3 separate regions of the Mus musculus genome follow, and all the other regions are linked to region 2. Evidence: chromatin contacts called from public Hi-C and promoter capture Hi-C data. All regions are on one chromosome and are shown on one strand. Each heading gives the region's core, a stretch centred on a gene start, on an enhancer-like site or on the middle of the called end of the contact. The rest is flanking DNA. Distances are from core to core; before and after follow the strand shown. Region 1 holds the start of Pus3 (pseudouridine synthase 3). Region 2 holds the start of Dcps (decapping enzyme, scavenger). Region 3 has its middle 19 kb from the start of Cdon.

Region 1 (2,742 bases), core at 130-2,629, 380 kb after region 2:
TACACCTTGCAGTTTTCATTTCAACGTAGTCTAAAGGAATGCACCCCCCTCCTAATTCAGTACTCCCCCCCCATAGTATTCATTCAAAAAGAAAACAAAGATAGTGCTTTCCCAAGGAAATTAATCCTTTTAGCACAGTCAAAGCGATGGTAAACCAAGCAGCAGAGCTAATAGGTACATTCAGTCGAGCTTGTCTCCTACCTACATCGTCTTCATCATCATCATCATCTTCCGTGTTAAGAGAGCCGTCTATGAGGGTAAAAGGGAAAATAAGAAGCATAAAGAAAAATGTTGAGTGGAAACATACAATGCATTCTCAGAACGTCTCACAGACGCTACAGTGTATGCAAACAGAGCCATCTCCTGCAAGAGTAAAGCGATGTGCCTGAGGAGGTGGAGGATTTTCAGTGGAGAGGAAGGAAGCCAAAGCTATTTCATGGCAGATACATGGGGAAAGCAAAGGTGTTAATTAAGCCAGTCTTGCTTTAGCCTAACAACACTCACCTATGTTTGGGACTGTGGTACTCCTAATACCACGAAGGTTCTTCCTGGGATGGACGAGATTTGAAAACTATTGAAAGGCACAAAATTCAACCAAGGTTAGGAAGCAGGACATCAAGCAAGAAGCATGGCGCTATCCTACAGCAAGGGGAGGGAAGACCACCTCAAACTGCTTCCTTTGCAATGTTAAGGGTTAATGATTTCATTATAAGAATCTGTGTAATTGTATGAATTCTCATATAATAGAATGGGGGCTTCCATAGTCTCTCTTTATAAGGGCTCTTAGTTTGAATATGGGCAGCATCTGGGTGATGGGTGGTTTACAACTACAAGGGGAAGGTGGCTATGAAGATGAGAAGCCTGCTAAATGGTCAAAACCAGGATAGGAGAAAACTCAGTACAGATAGGACTAGCAGCTGCGCACTCTCTCTGTATTTCCTGAGGGGGTCTCTGCCCTTTCAAATCAAAGGTCGGTCCTTTCTGGGAGTCTCCTTTTCTGTGGCCTTTCCAGCCCAGCCCCCCATCACTTGACACCCCCCATCACTTGACACCCCGCTCTAAACGCCGGCCGGGCGCTCCCCTTCCCAGGGGACTTCCCTCGGGAGTCCCTGTTCTAGCCCCCGCCCCTGGGCCCTCCCCTGCTCAGCGGCAGTTACGTGGCTGTTCAGCCGCTCGCTCTCCGCCGCCCCGGCGTCGCCTCCCCAAAGTAACGACGCCATAGCTGCGGTCTCCGCTCTCGCCCCTGGCACGTGCTGCCACCCCCGCGCGGGGCAGCGCCGGCTCGGCTCAGTGGCCAATGGTCAGGCTCCGGGACCGGCGTCCGCCTCGCGACCACCCGTGGCGCGGCGCAGTGCGCAGGCGCGGGCCCGGCGCGGGGCGGGCGGAGGGAGAGAGGTGCGGGGCGCAGCTGTGCGGGACACCCGCGAGCTTTCCGTTTGACCAGCCGGCCATCCGCACAGCAGAGAGAAAGTGGGCACGGAGGCGGTACACACACCGCGCTGCAGGCTCTCGTGCGGGTATCTCTCCCGACAGCCCCGCTTGGGCATCACCAGGTGTGAGGTTGCACAGTGGAGGGAGAGATGGGCTTGACCAGAGGTTCAGAAGGAAAACAGAACTCAAGTGCGGACATGTGTCCAGGATACCTGTGATGTGCCCACATACACGCATATTTTAATTTTTATTCTAAGGAGGGGTCTCCTTTTAAAGCAATCTGGACCACCACTATCTATATCTATGACATGTATTGCACAGCTCTGGGGTAGCTCTTTGGTCCAACCTTATGCTAAGTTTGGACCAAAGAACCAGGATTTTCAGTTTTCTGACTGGAATTTTAAGACTTGGGGCAACATTTCTATAATTGTCAAAAGCAGAAACTCAAAACTGGAGCCATGATCTCTCCGTGGTGCTGAAGCAGAATTCCTTGGCCCTGTTCTGTCGCAATCTTTCAGTGTTTTCAGGTCAAAGCATTTCCCTTTAACCCTTACATTTACATTCTAGTAGTAAATGTTTCGACTCTCAAGGTTAAATTTCTGTTAATTAAACGATGTTGGGACAGGATCTTCAATCTCTTAGTTTTCATATAGGATAGCCAGCATTTGAAAATCTTTTTTTCTCATTTTAGACCAGACTATATTTCTCGTATTGGCTTGCGGTAAAGAGGAAGCTGCATCAGAAACCTGCGCATGCGGTGGGCTTCGGCTAAAAGCCCACACCGTGCCTTCCGAACTACATTTCCCAGAACCGTCGGCGCACGCTTGGTGAAGCCGCGCATGCTTACTGAAGACGGAAAGCCATAGCTTCCGGCTAGCCGCATGGCCGCCTACTGAGGACCGGAAGGTGAGTTAAACTCTGAGTTGGGCATCTTTGAGTTCTAGAGAGGAATGAACAGATGGAGGCTGAACTGCTACCTTCTGCCCTGGTATTTAAGTGTTTAAGAAGGCCTTGGTGTATGAAATGGGACTTAGGACAACGCATATCGTGTCGTGCCTGGAACTTCTAGCAGCTAGGAAATCCCATCGGCGGGGCTTAGAGTCTGTAACTAGTTTAGAGGGCCTCTACTACATCAAAATTGCTCAAATATGAACAGTGGAAGCCCATTAATTATGCTATGGAAGGAAGGGGTGGCGGGAAACTTTGGGTTTTGTTTTACACAATTCTTTTCAGAGTTGATTAATGGTCGTAGCGCGTCTCAAACCCTTTATTACAAAGGAAATGTGTACCCTCGCCATATACATTTAAACA
Region 2 (2,700 bases), core at 62-2,561:
TAAAAAATAAAGTGCTGTTTGAGTTGCTGAGTTTCATTTTTAAAAGTTGTTAAATGAATATGGCTTGGGATTAGGACTGTATCTCCAACAGTTTCTGAAATGGTACTTGTCAAGCTCAAAAGGAGACAAACAGCTAACCATAGTAGTCGCAATTCTGCCACTCTGTACTACATATTAATACAAAGTAGCATTCTCAGCACTATTATCAAATGAAAATATTGATCAACTCTGAAAAAGGCTCAAAATGCTCTATATCCTGCTGCATTGGTCAGCCAAGAGCTCATTCTTTATAAGCAGGCACATCCATGTCATTTGTAAGCATGCAAATTTGTTTACATCTTTAATGAAAATATGTAAGTATACCAAAGATATATATATATATGTGTGTGTGTGTTATATATTATATATGCCTATATACCCAGGGTTGTATAAAACTTTCTCAGCAGAATGAAGTCACACGTGGAAGTTTCAAGCAGCCCATTCTAGAGAAACCTCCGTATCTGCCTTGACTAGTTGCCTCAGTAGTTTGTGATGGTCTCCAACTCTCCTCCGTTCCTGCTAGACAGCTAAGCACAATGTATGCAGAACCAGCTAACTCCTTAGTAGTTTGCAGTCCAGGAGACCCAGAACAGGGACAGTGGTCTCCACATGCCATGCACACGCCTGGATCCCCCTCATACATGAGAGCACACAGCATGTGGAAAGGGTTAACAACTTAGGCTGAAGTCACATAAAGCAGGGACCACATCTCAATAGTTATCTCGTCATTTCCAGAGACAAGATGCAGAACAAACACTTGCTGAGTTCCTGGCGTCTTCATACGTAAAATAAACGATGATGAATGGCTTGGGGAGTTTAACACGTGATTTTAAAACTGGCATCTATTTCTAGGGAAGGAGAAATTGGGGCAATTAGACCTAGATGTGCGCATTCCTTTAATTACACAGCAATCTTGTCGCTACAGGTATCATGGTAGTGGCACACTCCACCTTCCCCGAATAACGTGACTGGTAGTTCCCAGAATGGAAACAAATCCGCTTCTGACACGAAGACTGGTTCCCTCCTTCCCGCGTCCCCCGGGTTATTTAATGGTACCTTCCCATGCAGGAAAATAATTTTGTCCCGCGCAGACTCCCTGAGCACTTTTTGTACTCTAAAGCCGGAGAACGGTAAGCGGACAGGGGCAGAGGTGCCATTGCCAACGCCTGCTTCCTTCTCCTCTGTGCTGGGGGTTTCTGCCTCCTCTGCCTCCTGTTCGCGCTTTCTCTTGAGTTGAGGCGCTGTATCCGCCATGCTGCCTGGGAAGAACCGTACCCGCCTGCACGAAGAAGCCTCCGCCCACGCCCCTTGCGGTCCTTCCTCACAGTCTGTGAGGGACTGGACTTCAACTCCCGGCATGCTCCGCGCAGGCACGTCCGCTACTCCATTTCCCGGCATGCTTCGAGTTGTAGTCCGCTTCTGCAGTTTTTGCACCTGTTTGGGTGAGGGCCTTCCAATGACTTTTGCCTAGAAGGCGATGAGGAAGGGAAAGGAAACCAGCGAGGTCCTAACGAGGTGGAGTAGAGGTGTGTGACAATAAAGAGGCCCACCTTAGCCCAGCTCCTGGGATGGGAAACCGAAAACACTTTTGGGTGCTGTATGATGATGGATACAGAGTGTTAAATAATGACGTTTTACATTAAGGTCCCAACTCACGAGTGGGCGTGCAAGGAATGTTTTATTTTGTTTTAAATAAATCGACAAGGCATTTTGTTTCTTGGTTTTTGTTGTTTTGAGACAGGGTATCTGTATGGACTAGGCTGGATCCACTTGCCTCTGACTCCAGTGTAGAGATTAAAGGCGTACGCCACTACCTTCGGGGCTTGGTTGTTGTTTTTAAAAAGTGAGTACGTAAACTATTGTTCATTTTCTCCTACTTTCGTTATTTTACATCAATTGTTTTCCCTTTATGTGTAGACTTAGCCTTTTGGGTTTTTTATTTGTTTGTAGATAAGAAAAAGTAAGCTGACAAGACGGATTATACATGTCTTTCCATAACTTCCTAAATCCACTTTGCCTGTAGTTCTTCCCTATTACCCAGAGAAGTAGTTTGTATTCTTTTATTGTAAAGGAATAGTAATAAAACTCAGCGTTTTTAGATTTTGTAGGTGACTGGTGTGGCCATTCGTACAGGCTAGCCCTTTTCCCACTCCCTTTCAGTTGGCAACTCCAAATATTGTCAAGTGTAAGAACCCCAATGCTGGGCCTCCGCTCAAGTCCCGGGATGAGCTGGCCAACACCCCAACATCTCGAGAGAAAACCACACCTGATGCAAACTGCAAGAGGTTTTATTATCAGCTAGCTGAGGACAAAGTCCCTCCGCCTGCTGCCTGCCCTGCAGGGCAGGGGAGTTCGACCCTGAGCAGTGACAGTAGGGGGCTTTTAACAGGTAGCTGAGGAGTTGGGAGGAATTGGGAGGAGAGTTGGGAGGAGTTGGGAAGAGTTCTTCTCTTCCCGGTGTCCTTGGTGAAATTTACAAGGCAGGAGTGGGGAGTGAGTTCTTTCTGAATTTTTATCTCCGTGTCCTCAGCACAGGAAGGCAGGCATCTCCGGTTGTACAGTATAGAAACAAAAAGGCTTTTTTCTGGCTATAGAGAACAAAGAGCTTCTTTCTAGCTGGATTTTTAAAGATCAGGGAAAACAAGCTTAGGGAATATCCAG
Region 3 (2,786 bases), core at 55-2,554, 260 kb after region 2:
ACTTGACGGCATTTGGTGCATGTGGCAGGGTGTGGAGAAGGGAAGGCTGGGCGCAGGGATGGAGATGATTTCCAGTTGTTGGTATCCTAGCATCTGAACGTTAGCTCCAGTCGACCTAGGGACTAGAAAACCCCAAGAAGAAACGTTTAGGTTCTTAATAACTTCTAAAAACTTGGCTGGCACCCCACTGAAGACTCACTACTGTGCGGAGGCCATGACTTACCTCACAGTTACAGCCTACTGAGCGACTGCCATTTTATTATTTTATTATCACAGTGTTTATTAGGTGGGCATGTGAGTGGTGCATGTCTGTTTCTGTGTCTGTGTGCGCAGTTATGTAGGAGCCGTGTCTGCGGCATGCCATGAGGCAGAGGGCAACTATTATCTCCTACCTTGTGGGATCTAGGATTGAACTCAGGTCTTCAGGCCTGTGTACAAACACCTCTACTGACCGAACCATTGGCCAGTTATTTTTGGGACAGGATCTTGTTGTATGAGCAGGCTAGCCTTTGACTTGGGGCAGTTCCCCCACCTTCTCCTGAGTGGTGGGATTCCTGGGGGCTCTAAGATTCCATTTTAAAGGAGATGTTCTAGTTTTCCTTAAAGCCTTAGATGCTCTTGAAGAAGGAAGTGCACACTGTTTTGAGAAGCACACAGTTTTGCTGAGATGGTGTGGGTAGATTAAGTGTCTTCCTAACTCAATTCTACACATGTGCATCTCTGAAACATATTTTCCAGCTACATTCTGATTGGATTTTCTCTCATTTCTAAACCAGTGTAGTTTTATTTATAGTTATTGAAAAATATTTAAAAGACAACACAAAATACTCATGGAAGCAAATACAAAATGTAGAGCAGAGACTGAAGGGAAGGCCATCCAGAGACTGCCCCACCTGGGGATCCATCCCATATACAGTCACCAAACCCAGACACTATTGTGGATGCCAAGAAGTGCTTGTTGACAGGAGCCTGATATAGCTGTCTCCTGAGAGGCTCTGCCAGAGCCTGACAAATACAGAGGCAGATGCTCCCAGCCAACCATTGGACTGAGCGCAGGGTCCCCAGTGGAGGTGTTAGAGCCAGCTGAAGGGGTTTGCAGCCCCTTAGGAGGAACAACAATATGAACCAACCAGACCCCTCCCTCGCCCCCCAGAACTCCCAGGGACTAAACTGCCAACTGAGAAATACACATGGCTCCAGCTGCATATGTAACAGAGGATGGCCTTGTCAGGCATTATTGGGAGGAGAGATGGCCCTTGGTCCTGTGAAGATTTGATGCCCCAGTGTAGGGGAATGCCGGGGCAGGGAGGTGGGAGTAGGTGGGTGGGGGAATACCCTCATTGAAGCAGGGGTATGGGGGATGGAATAGGGTGTTTCCTGGAGTGGGGGGACCAGGAAAGGGGATGACATTTGAAATGCAAATAAAGAAACTATCAAGAAAAAAAAAAGACAACACAAATCCCTTTTGAGGCTATAACAAAAATAAAACAGATCCATTTTCTCCCCAGTCCTGGTTCTAAGCTCTAGTTACCATATTTTAAATTATTTTGTATTTTAGTTGGATTTTGCCCAGAAAATAAATTTTATTAATCTTGCTCTGACTATCATTATCTATGGGTCTTTCATATAAATTTCATCATGTATTTGAGTTAAATTCTTTTTTTTTTTTCTGGATTTCCTGGCTAGCTAAAGTTAATTTTGAGTCATTGTAACCCTGGTTGTTAGCCACGGTTTCCTATTAAGCTAGCAAACACAATTGTCATGATTTGTTATTTCTTTTGTGTTTGAGGATGTATTTTAAAAAGAACTATTGTCATAGTGGTTAGGTCTTAGAATAATTTCCCATTTGTTGCTATGACAGCGGCCACAGTGGGGTTTTAAATTATACAGTGCAGCTTGCAGAGGTTTGCTATCAAGCCTTTGTGGCATCAAATAAATTTTAGCTCAGGGATTTGACTATGTGTATATTACTTATGTTAATAGGAATATTTTAGTTAACCCCCAAAGTGGGCTTCTTAAATGTGAACTTACCTCCCATGCCCTTGGAAATGATCATAAAGATTATTTGAAGGAGCCTCTCAGTGTGTTACTTCTTAATTTGAGATTTTTCTTCTCAATATAGTAGATTACTAGGGGAAAGATAAGGAAGTGGTTAGCCCCATAAGCAGAAACTAACATTTGGTTAATTTCTTGTTTTCTTAGCTAGCTGTACACACACACACACACACACACACACACACACAGAGTTGAGAGAGCATATTTCACTAGTTGGAATTATAGATTTTAGCAGGCATGGAACCAAAACAAGAAGGTCACACATACTAAAATTCTATAGCTCTTCAGCAACCCAGAGTGAGAAACTGTTCTGAGCAGTTCTTGTACAAATACGGTTCTTTTTTTTTTCTTTATGTTGAAATGTGAGGGTTTTGGGGGCTGGGGGTGGGAGTGGACTTTAACATTTAGTAGGCAAACAAGATCCCCACTTGCTTATAAAAGTTCTTTCTAACTCACTGAAAACTACTAGCATCTTTTGTGTCTCAGGTCACCTAGAGTGAACGCAGCCTGTGCACTCGGGGAATCTGACAATACATAAGACTGGGACAAAGGAGTGAAGCATTGCTTTTGCAGAGCAAGGCTCTTGTCTGTTGGGGTGCCCTGCAGACTCCTAAGAATGGTGCCTCCAGGAGATAGGGAAGGAGAGGTACTGACCTAGTCTGGTCATTGCACGCACAGACAGGCCCAAGAGGAGTCATAGACACCCTGTCCTCAGGACCCCTGATGAGCAA

What was found. A called contact is a pair of places that touch in the nucleus more often than the background predicts. Capture Hi-C pulls out chosen DNA fragments and counts their contacts.
Region 1: a promoter capture Hi-C map of liver shows a contact between it and region 2. The contact joins the promoter of Pus3 here to the promoter of Dcps in region 2. A contact is called at or near these places in 13 of 39 promoter capture datasets (the C10 cell line, the HPC-7 cell line, cranial neural crest and 8 more), 7 of 484 Hi-C or Micro-C datasets (CD4 T cells, the G1E-ER4 cell line, embryonic stem cells and 2 more), 15 of 115 datasets of contacts at active chromatin or transcription factors (the 230-238 cell line, craniofacial prominence, effector CD8 T cells and 9 more) and 4 of 9 other capture datasets (adipose tissue, liver, macrophages and 1 more).
Region 3: a Hi-C map of CD8 T cells shows a contact between it and region 2, with 6 times the contacts expected there. The contact joins the enhancer-like site here to the promoter of Dcps in region 2. A contact is called at or near these places in 6 of 39 promoter capture datasets (the C10 cell line, cranial neural crest, embryonic stem cells and 2 more), 12 of 484 Hi-C or Micro-C datasets (CD4 T cells, CD8 T cells, LSK cells and 6 more), 6 of 115 datasets of contacts at active chromatin or transcription factors (astrocytes, effector CD8 T cells, embryonic stem cells and 2 more) and 2 of 9 other capture datasets (adipose tissue and liver).

What each region holds. Positions count from the first base shown.
Region 1 is chr9:35,557,181-35,559,922 of GRCm38.p6, forward strand. Pus3 (pseudouridine synthase 3) reads left to right here and starts at 1,380. Exons shown (of 5, transcript NM_023292.5): 1 at 1,380-1,553; 2 at 2,123-2,337. Ddx25 (DEAD box helicase 25) reads right to left here and starts at 1,290. Exons shown (of 12, transcript NM_013932.4): 1 at 1,158-1,290; 2 at 505-571; 3 at 202-249. The coding sequence starts at 1,220.
Region 2 is chr9:35,174,676-35,177,375 of GRCm38.p6, forward strand. Dcps (decapping enzyme, scavenger) reads right to left here and starts at 1,312. Exons shown (of 6, transcript NM_027030.2): 1 at 1,096-1,312. The coding sequence starts at 1,293.
Region 3 is chr9:35,431,842-35,434,627 of GRCm38.p6, forward strand. It overlaps a transcript of Cdon not described here. Among named protein-coding and RNA genes, the nearest start is that of Cdon, 19 kb to the right of the region's middle. Within about 2 kb of position 1,305, at least 11 of the 459 cell types and tissues checked have an H3K27ac peak or open chromatin away from gene starts, as enhancers often do. A contact at or near this core is called in CD8 T cells, where this site is marked.